Linked DNA regions of Mus musculus: all the other regions are linked to region 1. Evidence: chromatin contacts called from public HiChIP or PLAC-seq and promoter capture Hi-C data. All regions are on one chromosome and are shown on one strand. The core of a region is the stretch at or near the end of the contact, and the rest is flanking DNA. Distances in the headings are between cores, read along the strand shown. Region 1 holds the start of Foxred2 (FAD-dependent oxidoreductase domain containing 2). Region 2 holds the start of Pvalb (parvalbumin). Region 3 holds the start of Cacng2 (calcium channel, voltage-dependent, gamma subunit 2). Region 4 overlaps Myh9 (myosin, heavy polypeptide 9, non-muscle).

Evidence for each region. Promoter capture Hi-C pulls out the DNA fragments that hold promoters and counts their contacts. HiChIP or PLAC-seq counts read pairs in DNA pulled down with a chosen protein or histone mark. Capture Hi-C pulls out chosen DNA fragments and counts their contacts.
Region 2: a promoter capture Hi-C map of the SN4741 cell line shows a contact between it and region 1, with 6 times the contacts expected there. The contact joins the promoter of Pvalb here to the promoter of Foxred2 in region 1. A contact is called at or near these places in 5 of 39 promoter capture datasets (the 3T3-L1 cell line, the SN4741 cell line, cranial neural crest and 2 more) and 3 of 9 other capture datasets (embryonic stem cells, liver and pancreatic islet).
Region 3: a contact with region 1 is called in a promoter capture Hi-C map of pancreatic islet. The contact joins the promoter of Cacng2 here to the promoter of Foxred2 in region 1. A contact is called at or near these places in 4 of 39 promoter capture datasets (the SN4741 cell line, embryonic stem cells, frontonasal cranial neural crest and 1 more), 3 of 484 Hi-C or Micro-C datasets (cerebral cortex, embryonic stem cells and nephron progenitors), 2 of 115 datasets of contacts at active chromatin or transcription factors (embryonic forebrain and embryonic stem cells) and 1 of 9 other capture datasets (pancreatic islet).
Region 4: a contact with region 1 is called in an H3K27ac HiChIP or PLAC-seq map of epiblast stem cells. The contact joins the enhancer-like site here to the promoter of Foxred2 in region 1. A contact is called at or near these places in 5 of 484 Hi-C or Micro-C datasets (LSK cells, embryonic stem cells and extraembryonic endoderm stem cells), 11 of 115 datasets of contacts at active chromatin or transcription factors (the HPC-7 cell line, T-cell acute lymphoblastic leukemia, double positive thymocytes and 7 more) and 4 of 9 other capture datasets (adipose tissue, embryonic stem cells, liver and 1 more).

Annotation. Positions count from the first base shown.
Region 1 is chr15:77,954,477-77,958,524 of GRCm38.p6, forward strand. Foxred2 (FAD-dependent oxidoreductase domain containing 2) reads right to left here and starts at 2,246. Exons shown (of 9, transcript NM_001017983.2): 1 at 2,091-2,246; 2 at 1,113-1,613. The coding sequence starts at 1,612.
Region 2 is chr15:78,201,843-78,205,890 of GRCm38.p6, forward strand. It overlaps Pvalb (parvalbumin), which reads right to left and starts at 2,395. Exons shown (of 4, transcript NM_001330686.1): 1 at 2,243-2,395; 2 at 679-811. The coding sequence starts at 2,303.
Region 3 is chr15:78,117,538-78,121,585 of GRCm38.p6, forward strand. Cacng2 (calcium channel, voltage-dependent, gamma subunit 2) reads right to left here and starts at 1,743. Exons shown (of 4, transcript NM_007583.2): 1 at 1,144-1,743. The coding sequence starts at 1,354. A730060N03Rik (a long non-coding RNA gene) reads left to right here and starts at 1,258. Exons shown (of 2, transcript XR_875456.2): 1 at 1,258-2,883.
Region 4 is chr15:77,796,405-77,800,452 of GRCm38.p6, forward strand. Myh9 (myosin, heavy polypeptide 9, non-muscle) reads right to left here. Exons shown (of 41, transcript NM_022410.3): 4 at 597-624. Among named protein-coding and RNA genes, the nearest start is that of Apol8, 43 kb to the left of the region's middle. RefSeq lists an enhancer at 1,356-4,048. Within about 2 kb of position 1,792, at least 315 of the 459 cell types and tissues checked have an H3K27ac peak or open chromatin away from gene starts, as enhancers often do. A contact at or near this core is called in the HPC-7 cell line, T-cell acute lymphoblastic leukemia, adipose tissue and 10 more, where this site is marked.

The sequences.
Region 1 (4,048 bases), core at 996-3,495:
GGGAACATGGAGTAGCAGACAGGACACAGGCTTAGGTACTAGCAAAACCCCAGCCCAATGTAGCCCCACCCCCATTAGTGGTAAGCCACAGCTTGTTGATCAAGGTCTTCAGAGCAGAGCCTCAGATCTGTGCCTGCTAAATGAGTGTTAGGGAGCATGTTCTCTAGGTTTCTTGTGACGACTGGACAAGTTTGAGGTGCCCACATAATGTCTCCTAAACCAAAGCAAGGTGACATCTGTATCTGGAAGCCATGCTTGTTTGGCCTTTCGATCTGGTTTTGTTCTGAAATCCTACTGGCTAGTGTCTAACGTTGCCCGGACACTTCACTCTGCTTGTCTCAGCATGGGTTTTAGGGACACTTATTTTAGAAAACTATCAGATGTGTCCAACCCGTGGCCTCTGGGCCACATGGGATCCAGGATAGCTATGATTATGGCCCAGTATAACTTGCAAACTTACTTAAAATATGAGATTTGTGTATATGTGTGTTTCACAACTTGGTTGCATGGTTTTAGAACTTGAAGCCTGTGAATGAAAATATAAAAAGGTGCCGGGCAGTGGTGGCACATGTCTTTAATCCCAGCACTTGGGAGGCAGAGGCAGGTGGATTTCTGAATTCGAGGACAGCCTGGTCTACAGAATGAGTTCCAGGACAGCCAGGGCTACACAGAGAAACCCTGTCTTGGAAAAAGGAAGAAAGAAAGAAAGAAAGAAAGAAAGAAAGAAAGAAAGAAAGAGGGAGGGAGGGAGGGAGGGAGGGAGGGAGGGAGGGAGAGAGAGAGAGAGAGAGAGAAAGAAAGAGTAGTAGTGAAAGAAAGAATATGTAGTGTAGTAGTGTCAAAAGGCTGGACCTGCCTGCATGGGTTGCTGGCTATAAGCTAAGCTCACAGGCAGTATTCAACACCACAGGACCATGGCGAAGGCAATAGAGCCTGGCAAATCCTGTACGATAAATTGCTAGATTTCCCCAAACATACTCAGCCACAGCTTTGTAAGGACGCACCTTAAAAAAGTTTTGCTTGGCACTGAACCCCATTGGGAGCAAGAAGTAGCCCCTTTCTCATTCTCTCCAATCTCGAGGCCAATTCGGCTGTGTCCTGAGGCTCCTTACCTGCACTGGTAAACCTGGCCCTTCTGGTCCGTCAGAATGAAGTAATGGCCGTTCCAGGCTTGTGGATCCTTGTCCAGGGTCACATGGGTGATGTTTGTGTTGTATAACACATGGAGCCCCAGGCGCCGCGCGAAGTCACCCAGGTAGCGCACCATGTCGCTGGCGTCGGGGAAGTAAGCCTGCGAGTAGTGTCTGAAGAGCAGGTGTGGGTCGTCGCTGAGCAGCGAGTTCCAGTCGTGGCGGAGGTTGAACTCGGCGTTGGCCTTGCCCGTGTGCCGCTTGTTGATGCTGATGAGCTTGCGGTGGCGCGGGTAGCGAGTGAAGAAGCTGCCAGGTGCGGACTCGCGTTCGAATACCTCGTAGTCCCTGCCGGCTCGATGCAGGAAGGCGGCCATCTGCAGGCCCGCAGGACCGGCGCCCAGGACGCAGTAGTCCCGGTGCGGACGGGAACACACTGCCAGGTGCAAGGCTAGGGCCACCAGCAGCCCCGAGGGACCCATCCTGCAGCACAGTAGAGGAGAGGCCTCGCACCTCGTGGCTGGCAGCTGGTGACAGCCGGCTTTCCCGAGGAACGAGAAACCAGGCGCTTGAGCCTCCCAGGGATCTGGAGCGGGGCTAGTACTGAACCCCGGGACCTAGGGGCTCATCTATCCCGTCTCCATCTCTTTCAGGTAGGATCAAGGGCCCACAGGAATTCTGAATCCCCAGCTCATCTCCATAGTCCACTTTCCTAGGGTGTCAGACTCCCTTATTGTCATGGTAATTTCCACCCCAAAGGAGAGGCAGTTTCCCCAATTTCCACTCATTTTGGATGTGCCCTGCATTTTGGGAGGAGGTCTTCCCAGGTGGACCCTTCAGAGGTTCTGGTTGGTCTACCCACCTTTCACCCTGGGGGTGGGGGTACGGGACCCTGAAGGAGGTGTGGCTTCTAAGGCCCCGCCCCAGCCCCCCGGATCACGTGAGGATGCCCCAGCACACCTGCCGCGGTCTCCGCTATCCCGCACTGCTTCTGGCGCGTGCGCGGTCCCCAGGCTGAGCTTCCGACCCGCACGCTGCCGCCACCGGTAGCCCAGCGATGCTCCCACGACAGGCTGCAGTGGAGGGAAGCTACGGCTGACTCGCGCCACAGCGGCCACGCCCCTCCCCACTCCGGGCCAATAGCAGGGGGCGGGTCACGTGTGCCACGCGCAGCACGCCGGGACTGGTGGGGCGGCCGGGGCGCGAGTGGCGCACACGTGCTGTGAGCGCTGTTTCTGAGGGTAGAGGTGCCTTGGGGAACAGCAGGTCCATGATGGGACGCCTGGCCCTTCCTTTTGATTTGTACTAATCCTTGTGCCAGAAGATGAGAGATTTTTGGAGAAAACCTTGCCATTTATATCCCTTTATTACTGTAGAAGACTGAACCTAATTGGCCAGTCAATTTTGTGGGACTGAGGAGAGGCCAAGACAGATGAACCAATTATTGTCTTAGAGTCTTGATCGTTCAGTTGTACGAAGGGTGGCCAAGGGAAGCGATTCCCAGCACTTTGTAACTGACTCGTCAATACAAAGTGACAAGGTTTGCATAAAACAAAGATAAAGCTAAGTGGGTTTTGAGACAGCATAGTGGCTCACTCTTGTATGTCCAGCAATCGTGAGACTGAGACAAGAGGACTGTGTGAAATCCTGCTTCAAACTCCCCAACCCAGAGGCTCAAACTGCAATTCTGTGTAGGAAGGAGGATTTGAATATTCAGGCTAGCTCCCTAGACCAAGTTACTCACCTGGCTAATTAGAATACTGTGTGCCTTTTGGAGGAAAGGATAGCGACCTTCACAAGGCGATGCAGAAGCTGAGGGTTCTTAGGAAAAACATCTGGGAAGGACTTTACCAGCTTTGCGTGACTGTAGCTGCTTCCCATTAAAAAGGAGCCTTGCTCCTGGAAGCCTAATCGGAACCCCGCCCACTTGCAGCTTCCCTCATTTGCCCTTAGAAATTTACGTTTATGATTTTCCTGGTGAAAGAAAGCACACCCGGAATGCTGGTGTTTTCTTTAGAGCCTGCACTAAAGAAATCCGCCCTGGGGGCAGACATAAACTTTAGTTTATTGTCATTGTGGAGACCTCAGCCCACAGGTTTAGTTTGGAGCTATCCTGGGTAGACAAGGTATCTCACCGAAAATAAAGCCGAGCATTTCATAGATACTGTGGAGAGGATGGGCAGGCACCAAAAGGAACTAGAAAGTTGGTCTGCCTTTGGTGATGGAAATGGAATGATCAGGAGCCCCACGCCTGGCTAAGGTGCAGGATTCCCAGCCATTGATCTACAGCCCACAGCGCAGGGCTACAGGAGCTTCTTGTAGGTGGATTGGACCAAGGGATCTGGATTCTGGGCCACTCCTGAAGCCCAAGACATTTGTCACACTATTTTATGTTGTTTGCACTCTACATTAAAATCTCAGTCAGGGCTGCTCCAAGTCTGAGATTCTCAGAAACGCCAAGGTTTCTGCTCAGCATCCTTTGCTGGCCTCTTTAAGTTAGTTCAATTATGTTGCTGAAACCTGCCTCTTTAGTAAGGCAATCCCCATCCTGTTTCCTTTTCTCCATAGCTCTGCTCCCACTCACACCCCAGTTCTGAAGGGGCAGGTGAGAATGCCCAGGCAGGCAGGCCAATTACTGAAGTGTTCAGCAGAGCACTCAGTCCACAGCCTTTAAACACATGTTCTTACGTGACACGTTGCTTTGTGCAGACTGGCTTGAGATGTTCTCCAGCCCTTGTAAGCTACCCAACAGACACTCTGAAGATGTCTTCCTCAAGGGCCACCTCCCAACCACACCCTGTCCTTGGAGAGAGTTTCAAAGGCACACCTAGGTCGCTAGGGACAGACAGCACAGTTCATCCTTCCTCAGGCTGGGACACTTCATATTGTGTGACCCCCAACCATGAACTTATTTTCAT
Region 2 (4,048 bases), core at 1,145-3,644, 250 kb after region 1:
AGAAGAAGGTGTCCTTGGGGTAGAGTTTGGAAGAGAGACAGGATAGGTTGAGGGAAGTTCCTACTTAAAATGCATCTCGGAACACCTTCTGCCTTCTGTTTCTAACAAAATTCAAAGCCGTTTTGGCTAGAAAGTAACAGAAGGCACAGCTGGGTCATCAGATACAGGCCAGGTGGCTGAGGCGGGCTAGGGCAGAGGGCTCTCTGCTGATGCAGGTTTCCAGTCTCCTCTGAGCTTTGCTCCAAGGACCCTAAAGATCCAGAGCCGCCTCTGCCTCCCTGGCTTGCCCAGAAGTTGCTTGGCTGCAGTTCTGGTCCAGAGGCGAGGGGGGTCTGCAGACCAGACCAGTGAAGGTGCCTTTCAGCCCCACAGAAATCAATGACACTCTGAGGAGAATACCTCCTGCCTTGCTTGCGGTGGGAAGCAGTCAGAATAAGTGCTCCTTCACTGGTATTAAATTATTAAGTAACTCCATTCCATTAGCGATATTAAGTGGCTATAATTTAACCTAGTTAGCTGCACTCCAGGCTGAGGGATTGACCCTCCCGGAAGCAGGAAGTATCTTTCCCTGGTGCCCGGGACAAAGCAAAGCCCGCTTGCTAGGAGGGGTGGCTGGGAACTTTGGGTGCTATCACCAGGTTCATCCCCGCCCTGCTCCCCGCCCCATCCTCAATTTACCCCAGCTCATCCTCCTCAATGAAGCCACTTTTGTCTTTGTCCAGAATATGGAACACCTTCTTCACCTCATCCGGGTTCTTTTTCTTCAGGCCCACCATCTGGAAGAACTTTTTGTGGTCGAAGGAGTCTGCAGCTGTTGGGGGTTGAGGGGGAAGAGGAGGTTAAAGAAGGACAGGGGAGAGGCACCGGGAAAGTCAGGGAAAGAGATGTTGTACCATTTATTAAAGGGTACCTGCATGGTTGTGGGGAACAGGAGGACAGAGGGAGCCCAGCTAGGAAAGGATGCTTTGCCCAAGGTCGACCCTTCTTGGTTCCCCCATACACACACTGATGAGCCACAGGGAGACTGTCAGCCTCCTGAGAACTGTATTTCTATGAAGCCTTTTGGGTGAGGGCTGGGTGGGCTGTGCACAGGCATGCGATGGATGCTAGCTAGGATGGATGGAAAGGCGGCTTTCTCTCATTGGCTACATACTGTGATCAGAAAGATCAACTCTGTGAGGACATAGTTCTGTCAAGGTCACATCATGGGAGGGGGAGGGGAGGACCCAGAAGTCCTGCACAGATTCTGAGACCCATCCCAGTGGTTGGGGGTGGGATGAAGGACTTCTAAGAACTCAGCTGAGTTTCATACTCAGGGTGACAAGGTGGCTCAAGGCACTGTGAATGGGTTATCATAGTGCTCCAGGGGGAGGTGGGGGGCTTCTTGGAGCTTCCTGTATGTGTCTGGAGGAGAAGGAAGCTATATAAAAAGCAGATAGATGTCCCTCTCTGTCCAGAAACTCTTAAGAACTATGGTCTCCCCTCAGCCCAGAGTTGGAGGGAAAAAAAGTTGCTTTGTCTTTTTACACACCAAGGTGGGGCACTGAGACCTGAGGCCACCTCAGATCTCATTCTTCCTGTGCTGGACTGGGTGACCTTGTACAGCTTGAATCTTATCCCAGCCTCAGTTTCCCTCCCTGGGTGACAGAGGAAGAACATCTAAGCTAGAGGAAAGAGATCACACAGCCGAGTGGGTACCCCTCTCTTGGACTACCTAAAAGGATTAGATGCTGGGGGTACAGATGGGGAGCTGCAGCGGGCTGGGCAGGGCTGGGTGCCTGATGCAGAAAGGTCACTGTGCCCTTATGTCTGTCCTGGGAGGGGATCTCCACTAATGGGCTACCTTCCAGGAAAAGTCTTGTTGGGAATGGGGGCCAAGGAAAGGGGTCTCTTGAAGAGAAAGCCCAGGCTTGCAGACCCTTCTACACTTCTCAGAGGAGGATGTCTGGGTCCTTGCTTCTTCCTCCCTGGTCTTCGCACTTGGTCCTGGACCCCCCCACAAGTTCTCCCGGAGAGGCCACTCTTCTGAGCCCTCAACTTTGTGAGACTCAGTCAGGGAGCACAGTCCGTGCAGCTCTTGGAAAGCATAGGACCAAGGAGCTAACCCCCTAGGATGGAGACCCGATGCGTGAGGGAAGAAACTGGGGAGGCTTCGCAGAGGGATGAGGGGTGCCCCAGAAGCGGGAAGAGGGCAAGGGGACAGGGCCAGGCGCGGGGAGTGGGGTGGGGGTGCATTGCTCACCAGCAAAGGCTCCTATCGCCTTCTTGATGTCCTCAGCGCTGAGCACGTCTGTCATCGACATCCTGCAACTGTTTGAGCGGGCAGAGCAAGTGCGAAAAGATTAAAAAGTGTTCTCCTCATCCTTTCTGCTCATATGACCAGCGCTGCAGTGTCGCGCGCCAGGCGCACGCCCGCTCGGCCTGGCTCCGCGCCAGGGGGCGCCCGGCTCAGCGCACAGCTCAGCAGCTCAGTCCCGCCGCACCGCCAAGCTGAGCGGGCCACATGCCCATGGGGTCCGGGCATTCAGGAGGCTCGCCCAGGACCCCGCCGCCAGGGGCCATCTCCTGATCTAAAGGGCCACCAGCAGAGACTGGAGCGTTCTGCCGCTGTCAAGGGCATACGGGAGGCAGAGAGGCTCCGATCTGGGCATCTCGGACAATGTCCTCTCGCGTGGGGAAAAAATGATGCTGACCAGCCTCCACCCCGATGTGGCCCCTGGGCTATGCACTCTGTCTCTCCACGCCTCCAGTACCCTCTTGTCTTCTGTCCTGGATGCAAATTTATGCCGCGAAAAATCTGAATGTTAAGAACTTGAAACCTGAGCCACAGGACCCAGGGAGGAGGTTGTTGGACTATCAGAGCTCCTCTGTGCAGAGGCTCTCTGTCTGGGCTCCATCCCTCCCTCACCTGACCACATTCTGAAACTTGATTTGGTTTCTGCGAGGAAGAAGGCACCAGTTTATCTGTCAGAAGACCCTTTTGGGCACCAGTTTATCTGCCAGAAGACTCTTTTTCTCACACTTTCTAGTCTCCAGGGCCAGACACAGCTGAGTTGTGTTTCATCTAATTCCCATTAGGGAGGCTAAGGTGAGAGAGGCCCCACAGCATAGCTATCTACCTTTCAAGTTGGTCATATTTGGGGGATAAGGGATAGTACCATCAGACCATACTTTTTGATTACCATGTTTTGTGATCAGAGTATCACCTCTGGGAAACAGGACATTTTTCATCTCACGGGACCAGAGTACAAGGCTGCCATCTTCCCTCAGGTCTCCCAAAGTTTCAGACTGTGGCTAGCAGCCTTCGAAGTGTATATGAGCACTAGACATACACATAGAGTTCTGAATGTGAGTCACGCTGAATCCCCCCATGACCTTGAGCTATAACCTTTCTCTCTGGTCATGTGTTGTGTTAAAGATGGGAGGATCACTGTGTGGGACCTGAGGCAGGTGGGCAGCGTCTGGGGTGATGATGATACTGGGGACCAAGGGACAGCTTCCCAGCTGCCCAGTAGCTCAAGTTGCCTGACAACTTGCTGTCAACACTGTCTCCCCTAGCTGAGCCCTGGAAGGCTGCCCTTCCTGGAAACCTTAGGAGTGCCTGGCTCCAGCTGCCCCCTCCTGGTGAGTCAGCGTCTTTGGGCCACAGCTTGCCAGCTGGCTTCCAAGGCTCCTAGGCTACAGCCCCTGACTTCATAGCTCTGGGCATGAGGCCCACTTCAGACCCCCCAGCTGTCCTGCACCCTTCAGCTGCTTTAGCTCCTATGTCTCCTGCCTCAGTTGACTTAGTGGCCTCAGCCTCTACCCCTTGTTCCCAGCTGGACTGCCAGTTCCAGTGTGCCAGGCTTCTGTGTTGACAGTTCAATGTCTGGGCTCTCTTTATACTGTGGCCCCAGTTACAGCATCTGTTTCTCCAACTGGAGACCCTTGTGCTATAGTGAGCCTGGAGTCTCTAAATGCCCGAAGACCCATCCATATGGAGGCAGAGGCAGAGCAGGGTCAGCTTATTGGTGTGACTTAGTGTGCTGTAAACCTCTTAGATATCCTT
Region 3 (4,048 bases), core at 493-2,992, 160 kb after region 1:
CACATACAAGCCTCTTTCCATACAGGGGCATATGTGTCTCTCTGTCTGTCTTCCTATAGGTGGCTTTTGCACACAGACAGATATAGCTATGCAAATTCACTCCTTCATATTAAAGTCTGTGGCTAAATGCAGCTTGTATGACCTGCAGAGTTCCCCCCTCTTGTGTTTATTAATGTATCCCAAAAGCACATGCCTTCCTCATGTCCTAGTGTCCTGGCCTTTACATTGTGGGAGCCCCTCAGCCCACAGCACATGCGGCGCACATGCCCCAATGACTCTGCAAGATCAAGACCAACAGCTGACACCCCCACCCCATTTTTTCCCATTCCACCCCTCAACCTCTCCATGCCCTCGCCTCCTGCCTGCACAGTGCTGACTCGACTTGCTTCTGGGTGACAGACATGTCACTCTGCGTGGAAGCAAATCAGCGCTCGGTCTAACCCGCAAGTGACCGCTGTTGATTAGAACTTGGGCTTGTTTCCTGTGAGAGACACATGCATTTTAGACTTCGTAAACGTTAAAAACACACACATACACACAGCCAGCCACCTCGAATGGTACGCGGGGCTCGTAGACATTACGAAATGCTCTTGAACTCGGCTTGAGCTCCTAGAATAATTAGAATCTACCAAATAAGGATTCTTAGAAACAACAGATTTCTTTTTTTAAAGGGAGACTTGCAGATGGTGCTGGGCCTGTAACTTTTGAGGAGCGAGAGAAGAGGAAGAGCATTTTTTTCTGAATCCTTCATTGCAAAAGGCTGAGCAGCACACAGGGAAGCAATTATTTTTCCCTCCTCATAGGTGGCAAAGCCAGACCCAAAGGCAAACCCTAAGGACTCCAAAGCATCCAGAGCACATCTGAACTCTACAGACAATTTCCTGTTTTCACCATACCATAGATCATTCCAATGAGGAGGTTTGGGAGGACGGGGTGGAAGCCAAAGAGTAGAGAGTGTGGGTTCTGCTTATTGATTTTCTTTCCTCTGAAACTAACCCAGTCAACCTTGATCTGCAGCGGCAGCGGCGGAGGGAGTGAAGTGGGAAAATGGTGGAATGTGGAGGGGACTTATTTGGAGGCGGGGGGGGGGGTGTGGAGGGGAGGGGCGGCGTGGGAAGGGGGAGGAGGTTGGAAATCAAATACCTTCGAGGCAGCAGGTTCTCCATAATCCGGAATGGGTCATAACTTCCTCGTTCTTCTTGCTGGTTTCATTCTCACTGACACTTTTGGTCTTGCAAACCCCTCTGGAGTACAGCCAATAGTCGGTTCCCACAGCGATGGTCATCAAGCTGAAGGCAGCGAAAGCACCAACGGTGGTTAAAAGCATTTGAACACCTCGATCAAACAGCCCCATAATTCTTCATTATATAAACACCCAACCGACTTCTGGTTCTCAGGAGCGTGTGTGTGAGGGTGCGATTGGTAATTCCACTACTAATATAATGGATATATGTGTGAATAGAGAATATGGAGAGATATAAAAAAAGGGAGATAAGAAAGCTCACGGAAAAGTGTGTAAATTATAAAGATCACACGGGAAGAGAGGCTTGCCTTTTGAGATCAAAAAACTGTTCCAGTTGCAGCGATTTTTTTAAAAAAAGGGAAAATAAATAAAAAGACACCCCCCCACCCCCCCAAGTGAGATGCCTTAATCTCTTTTCCTAAAATTCTGGTCTCCAGTTTCCATATGTGATCGCTAATTTGGAGATGGCTTCCACAGCGCGCCAGGGTACAGCCGAATTCTCAACACCATCTCTCATGGTCCGGACCTAGACAGTTAGAGACTGGAAGAGCTGGGAAGCAACCTTCGGTCTTCGTTCGCGGCTCTGCGGCCTGCGCCATGAAAATCCGTGGCTTCGCCAGTTCTCTTCCTTGGGGAGGGAGGGGGTCCTCGAGGCGCCTCCGTTTCAGAGGAGACTGCCCAGTCTTCTGCAAGCCCTCGAGCTCAGCTGCACCGGTGAGGGGGTCTCGCCTCCCATGGTTGTGCCCCGGCGGCGGTAACGGCGGCGGCGGCGGCAGCGGCAGCGGCAGCAGGGTTGGCGGGCGCGGTGGCGGCAGGACGAGCAGCCGCGGTTATTGTTGTTGGCGGCGGGGGTAGTGTCGGCGAAGTGGGGGAGGGAGGGGGTTTCTCCCGGAGAATCGAGGCGGGGTTCCCTCCCCCGATCCGCAAAGCTCCTCGGAAGCCAGCGAGCGAGCGAGCGATGGGGCGCGCTAGCCGGCGTCTTGCAGCAGGCAGGCCCGCCCGCCTCCCCCGCTCACGGCCGCGCAGCCCCGGGCCAGGCGCTCCCAGCTACAGCATCGCCGTGGTGCTGAAACGGACAGCTCACCCCGGCCGGGCTCGTCCACTTACTGCATCGCCGTAGTGCTGAAGTGGACAGCTCCCCACGACCGGGCGCTCTCACCTACAGCATCGCCGCGGTGCTGGACTGGACAGCTCTCGGAGCAGGAGCGCCCACCTACTGCGTCGCCGTGGTGCTGAACTGGACAACTCCCCCACTCTGTGCGCTCCCTGCGCTCTGTAGCCGGCCAGGAGTGGGGCCCTGGCCACGGGGCCTCTGTCGTCCGCGGACGGGCCAGGCCAGGGCCAAGCGCAGGGCTGCCTGGCCTCCCGGACTCCTGTTCCACAGTTCCGGAATGAGCGCTGGCCGGGGCCTCCTGGAGCTGGGAGGAAGGCGTAGCTGGCGATCTCTCTCTCTCTCTCTCTCTCTCTCTCTCTCTCTCTCTCTCTCTCTCCTCTTCCCTCCCCCCTTGGTGTTTCTTCCAGTTCAGCCTCCTTCTCATTCCATCTCTACGTGCCCAGAGCTTCAAATACAGTCCTCCCATCACAGTCAGATTCCCACAAAACTTCAATCAGCTGCTTCTCCTGGAAGAGATCCTGGATGGGTAATTACAAACATAGTTTCTATGTGTTGTTCTTCCTCCCCTATTCATGGGTTCCACACTTTCTGGGGAGGGGAGGTTGTTTTATTTTACTGTCTGGATAGACGCATCTCCTGCCTTATTTCCTCTTGATCTTTCTTTCTGGCTAACAGGGGTTGTGTATAGCTTTCTCTGTGACTCTCTGTAGTTTTTCTGTGAAATTCTACATCTTGCTTCTACAAGTAGACATTTTGGGAAGATGATTCTTGTGAAAGGATGAGAAAAGGGTGGCTGGTAACTGGGGTTCGGGACATGATACTCATCTCAAAGGTAAAAATGTTTTCAGGAAAAGTGAGTTGTGGATCTTTCCAAGTTTCCCTTGTCATTCATAAATGAGATTGATTTTTTTTTTAAACCTCTCTACTATGAGCAGGGAAAGGCAGGAGCCCTCTCTTGCTCAGCAGAACGGCGAGCCTGGGTTGTTTCCTGTGTCACCTCTCCAGACTGTGTGTGCAACTTTCCCTTAATGTGACCCTGGAAATCGAAGCACGTAGATGATGCTCACTGCTGTGGATGCCATGTTATCTCAGATCAGTTTTGTGACTAAGTAAAAGGAGACCATAGGAGACTCTAGGTTACATTTTTTTCCTTTGGGGGAGGGGCTAGAGAAAGCTGTGAATCCATTGGGTCAGTTGAAGGGTGTAGAGTGAGGATTTGATTTCATAATTTAGTAATGCCACCCCTCATTGTGCCTTGAGATGACCTGCATGATAGTTTCTCAGTGATCCAGAGATTACGGGTGCACGCAGAAGATGGCTGAGGTAGAAATAGTTCCTTGGGTGTAAATTCCAGAGCCTAACCTCTTCCTTTCATCTGCGCAGTCACAGGTAGAAACTACCTGTTTCTCTACCCTGCATAAAACTTCCTTTTCTCCCAATCTCCTCTCCCTCCTCAGACTGGAAGGACCCTCCTAAGGATTGAGAGCTGTCTTTCTAGTTCCAGCATCTAGAGAAGGGCACCCAGACGTCTGCAGTCTGTGCTAAGGGATTTTAGTGGAGGCTGGAGCTGGCTTGCATGGAAGAGGTTCTTGGGCCTTGGATTCCTTCGTGGGAGGAAAGCAGCAGGGGAGGAGAGGGGTGGGGGTGGATGGTCTGCTCATCCCTGGTGCACTTTAGTAGTGGCTTCCGTG
Region 4 (4,048 bases), core at 542-3,041, 160 kb before region 1:
TCCATGAACTCCCACCTCCTTAGTAAGACGGAAAGTAGCCATATCAGACCAAATCAGAGTCAGAAGGCATGCTGGGGTCTGGGAAAGCCTACTGGTGGCTCGTGCTGGAGCCTGCGTTCCTCCTCTGCTGTCACACCCACCCACCCACACTTCAGTACTTGAGGAGGGCTGACAAAGGCCTTGGTTGTGACACAAAGCTCCCTGAGAGCACCAGGCATAGCTCTGAGTCCTGTCTCAGGGAGGGGAGGGGCCTGAACTAGGAGTGAGCTTATCAACCTGCTTTTGACAGAATAAGAGCAGGGGTGAATGTGCTCAAACCCAGCACCACAAACAAAATCATCAGAGCAATAAACACCACCACTACACGCACGCGCACACACACGCACACGCGCACACACATGCACGCGCACACACACGCGGGTGCGCATGCACACACATACACACACCCACACGTACGCGCGCACACACACATACACACATGGGTACACTCGCACACGCACACTCGTGCACACACACATACACACACATGCGTACACTCACGCACGCACATGCACACACACACACACTCCCTCCCTCTCCCTCTCACAAACACTTACGTGCACAGGATGGACTGATCTTCCCGGTCTGCAACAAAGAGGACACCAGGTTACCTTGGATAAGAAGGAAAACACCTCTCCCTTCCCATCCCAAGAGTTGCCAAGATAAGGAACAAAAGACTTAAATGCTTCTCTGAAAGGACCCTCCCAGGCCTCCAACCTGGGCTGACTGTGGACAGCCTCAGATGAGGGACACCTACAATGGCAGAGCCCCAGGCAGCTGCCTGCCCCCAGCTCTGGCTGCACACCCCTGCCCTGCCCACTCCATCCCGTGAATATCAGGAAAAAATGTCCATGGCAGGCACCTGCAACACTGACCACATTTACGCAAGGAATACTGTTTAAGGGGCCAGAAATCAGAGCAGGCAGCATGGCAGGCCTAGCTTGCAATGGGACAGTCCCAGTGTGGGCCACTGCCTCGCAGAGTCTAAGACCAGAGATGGTGGCCTTCTCTGAGCCCCATGCACTTCTCTGTGTTGTGAGGCAGCACGTGTAAAGGGACACATGTGAATCCACATACATGGTGCTTGGCTCATGTAAGGCACGGTGATGACAGGACAGAGGGAGCCACGGAGGAATGGCAGCTTCCGGCATGCACCTGGGACAGCCTGCTCTCTGCACCAGTGGCGGGGACTTCCAACAGCCACCCTAGCTTCACAAATCCAGCAAGAAGAAATAGGAATGTTCTCCTTTGCATGGAGGGACAACCACAGTTCCCTGCACTCTGAAAGCTAAGCTAAGATGGTCAAGCTCCAGGAAATACGCCAACCTCAAACCGTACAGTTAATTAAAGCAGTTGGACCCAGCCCCCGGCAGTTTGGCAACATCAGAACCGCAGTGAGGTACCTGATGGTGACGCTTCACAGCACAGCATACACTGGCTATCCACCCTACTTCATGATTATTTTGATAAATATAACACACAAAACAAACCTGGTGCTGACCCTGTGAGTACAGTAAACTAGGAGGCCACTGTCATCTCGATGACAGAGCAGCCGTGACCCAAGGAGGAGATGAGGGAGCAGGAGAACCGGTCAGGGGCACTGGTGGCCACTGGCCATCATGCTGGCACTCCTGCTCTCTCACAGGCTCAGGACCCCATGTGACAAGGGTGAATGACTCATAGCTTTCTGTGTGCATGGCCTTGGGACATAGACTTAGTCGTCCAATGGCAGACTGACCGGGCAGATCACCCGCCCTCCTGTAGGTGAGCTTTCTAGCCGGCCCAATCTCAGCAGCACACAGTGCTGAGGACACACAGCCATCCCTATTCTATCAGGACTCATGCAGGAAGCAGGAACAGGAAGCCTTACTTCCCACACAGGCAGCAGCTGCCTCTGCCCCCAGCTGCAGCCTTCATTCTAATCTCCCAAGAAATAGCCACCAAGCCAGGCACTTGGGAGCCGCAGCAGAACCATTTGCTGTGGACTAAGGCCAGGCAGGGTGAACCATAAAGCTGACAAACCAAAACCAAAAAAAAAAACAAGAAAAAAGGAAACCATCTTGGAATGGGAGCCCCATCATCCCACTCACACCAATACCACCCCACCTCCCTGAGAACTACTCAGACAGAAGTCGAGAAGGGGGCACTCAACCTTCCTTCCCCTCACCCTGTCCCCCCACTCCCCAAAATGCATTCTTCAAGGCTGCCAGACAAGGACTGAGCCAGAGTGGAGCAGAGCCTGGGTGAGATGGCAGGAGGGGCTGGGGCCAGGCTAGAGGAGAGCTGGTTCCACCCCTTCTTCCCCAACAGCAGTGTGGCCCGCGAAGCTGAAGCAAGCATCTCTGTCATCCCAGGCCCTGCCCTCCCCCAGCAGCTCCCTGTGGTCGGCCCCAGCTGTGGCTGCAGGCGGGCATGTTTAGTCACCGCTCCGGAGCAGGCAAGAATGTACCTGCCTGTGCTGGCGAGGCACGAGCAGAAAGTGCCTGGTGCTACCATAAAAGGAAACATTCTCCATTCCTTTCAGAAGGCACTGTTTCCCAGGGCTGTCCAGGCCCAGGCCCTGGATGACTGGAATTCCTTTACGTGAGGAGGAGTCAGAGAATTATTCACTACTGAACAGGAAGCAGGGTAGCCAACCCACACGGACACACATGCACAAAAGCAGAGACATGTAGGCAGACGCACAGAGTGTGTGCCCTGGTGCACAAGAATATGTGCACAGACATCAAGCAGGAACTCAGTGCACAAAGCAGCACCTACACAGACTCCTGTGTGTAAATAGATCCACAGCATGCTATATACTTATGTACACACACATACAGGCCTGCATGTGCTCCAAAAGCTTAAAGCTCGGAGCCAGACTCATGAGACCTCTGCCTACCTAGGACCCTTAGCTCTGCCCCTTGACCTGACCTCTCCGCTGCCATTGCAGCCCAAACACAGGCTCGGAGGAATCCCAACCTGCTTCCTCAGACCCTGCTGAGCCACTGCTTTCAGAGATGCCCTACCAAGAGGCCTCCTCCTCCACCTGAGTAAGGCCCCCAACACTGAGCACGGAGAAGCCACCTGCTTAGAGTGACTCACACAGCCTCTAAAGCCTCAAGAGCCTTCCAACACTTTCTGGAAGTTGCAGTCTGACACCTGACCTCCTGGGTGGCCAAAGGACACCCTCAGCACTCAGGAAAGGCGGGTGACTCTTTCACAGCACTATGTTTGAAATCTGCTCCTGAGCTCAGGGCATCCCTTACAGATAAGGAAGTCCCAGCAAGTGGTAGGCCTAAGCCAGCTCATTCTGCTGCCTGCCATCCTATGTGTTCAGTTAGGGACATGGACACACACATGGGGACAAACACACACACATATACAAACACGCACATGCGTGCGCACCCAGCACTCAATAACCTTGCCTCACACTGTCATCTCTGTGGCTGAGTACACTCACAGGCCTCCGGAAGCCATTTATTTCTGCCCAAGTCCATACTTGGTCCTATGCGGTCTAACAGTTTATCTGAAATGCCCTTTTGTCTTTTTTCTACCCTGGGACCTGGAAGGTAACAGCCACCAGCATAACCTTATTCAGACACAGGCTCTGAACCACCAGGACCCCATCTCAGAGGATGTGGGCTGAGATAGGGCTGTGAGTCTCAGCCATGGTCTCTAGAACTCTCAACAGCCACAGCCTTTCCTCAGTCAGAATCTTGACAAAGCCCTGGAGCAGGGGACATTGGCTGGCAGAGAGCAGTTTGACTACTATTGGTCCATACACCCAGAGCAGTTAGAAAGGAAGTCATTAGCCCTGCCCTTGACCTCTGGAATGAGCAGGGTCTGTTCTGAAGACCTGTGGCAATAAATGCCTGAGGCCTACTCAGAACTCTTTCCTTAGCCACCCCCACACTACATCACCAAGCTCCTAGCAGAACCTTCCAGAACCGCAAAATAAATAAATAAATAAATAAATAAGGCTTGCATGAGTTAAACACTCAGCAGTCAAGCTCTTGCTGCCCCTGAC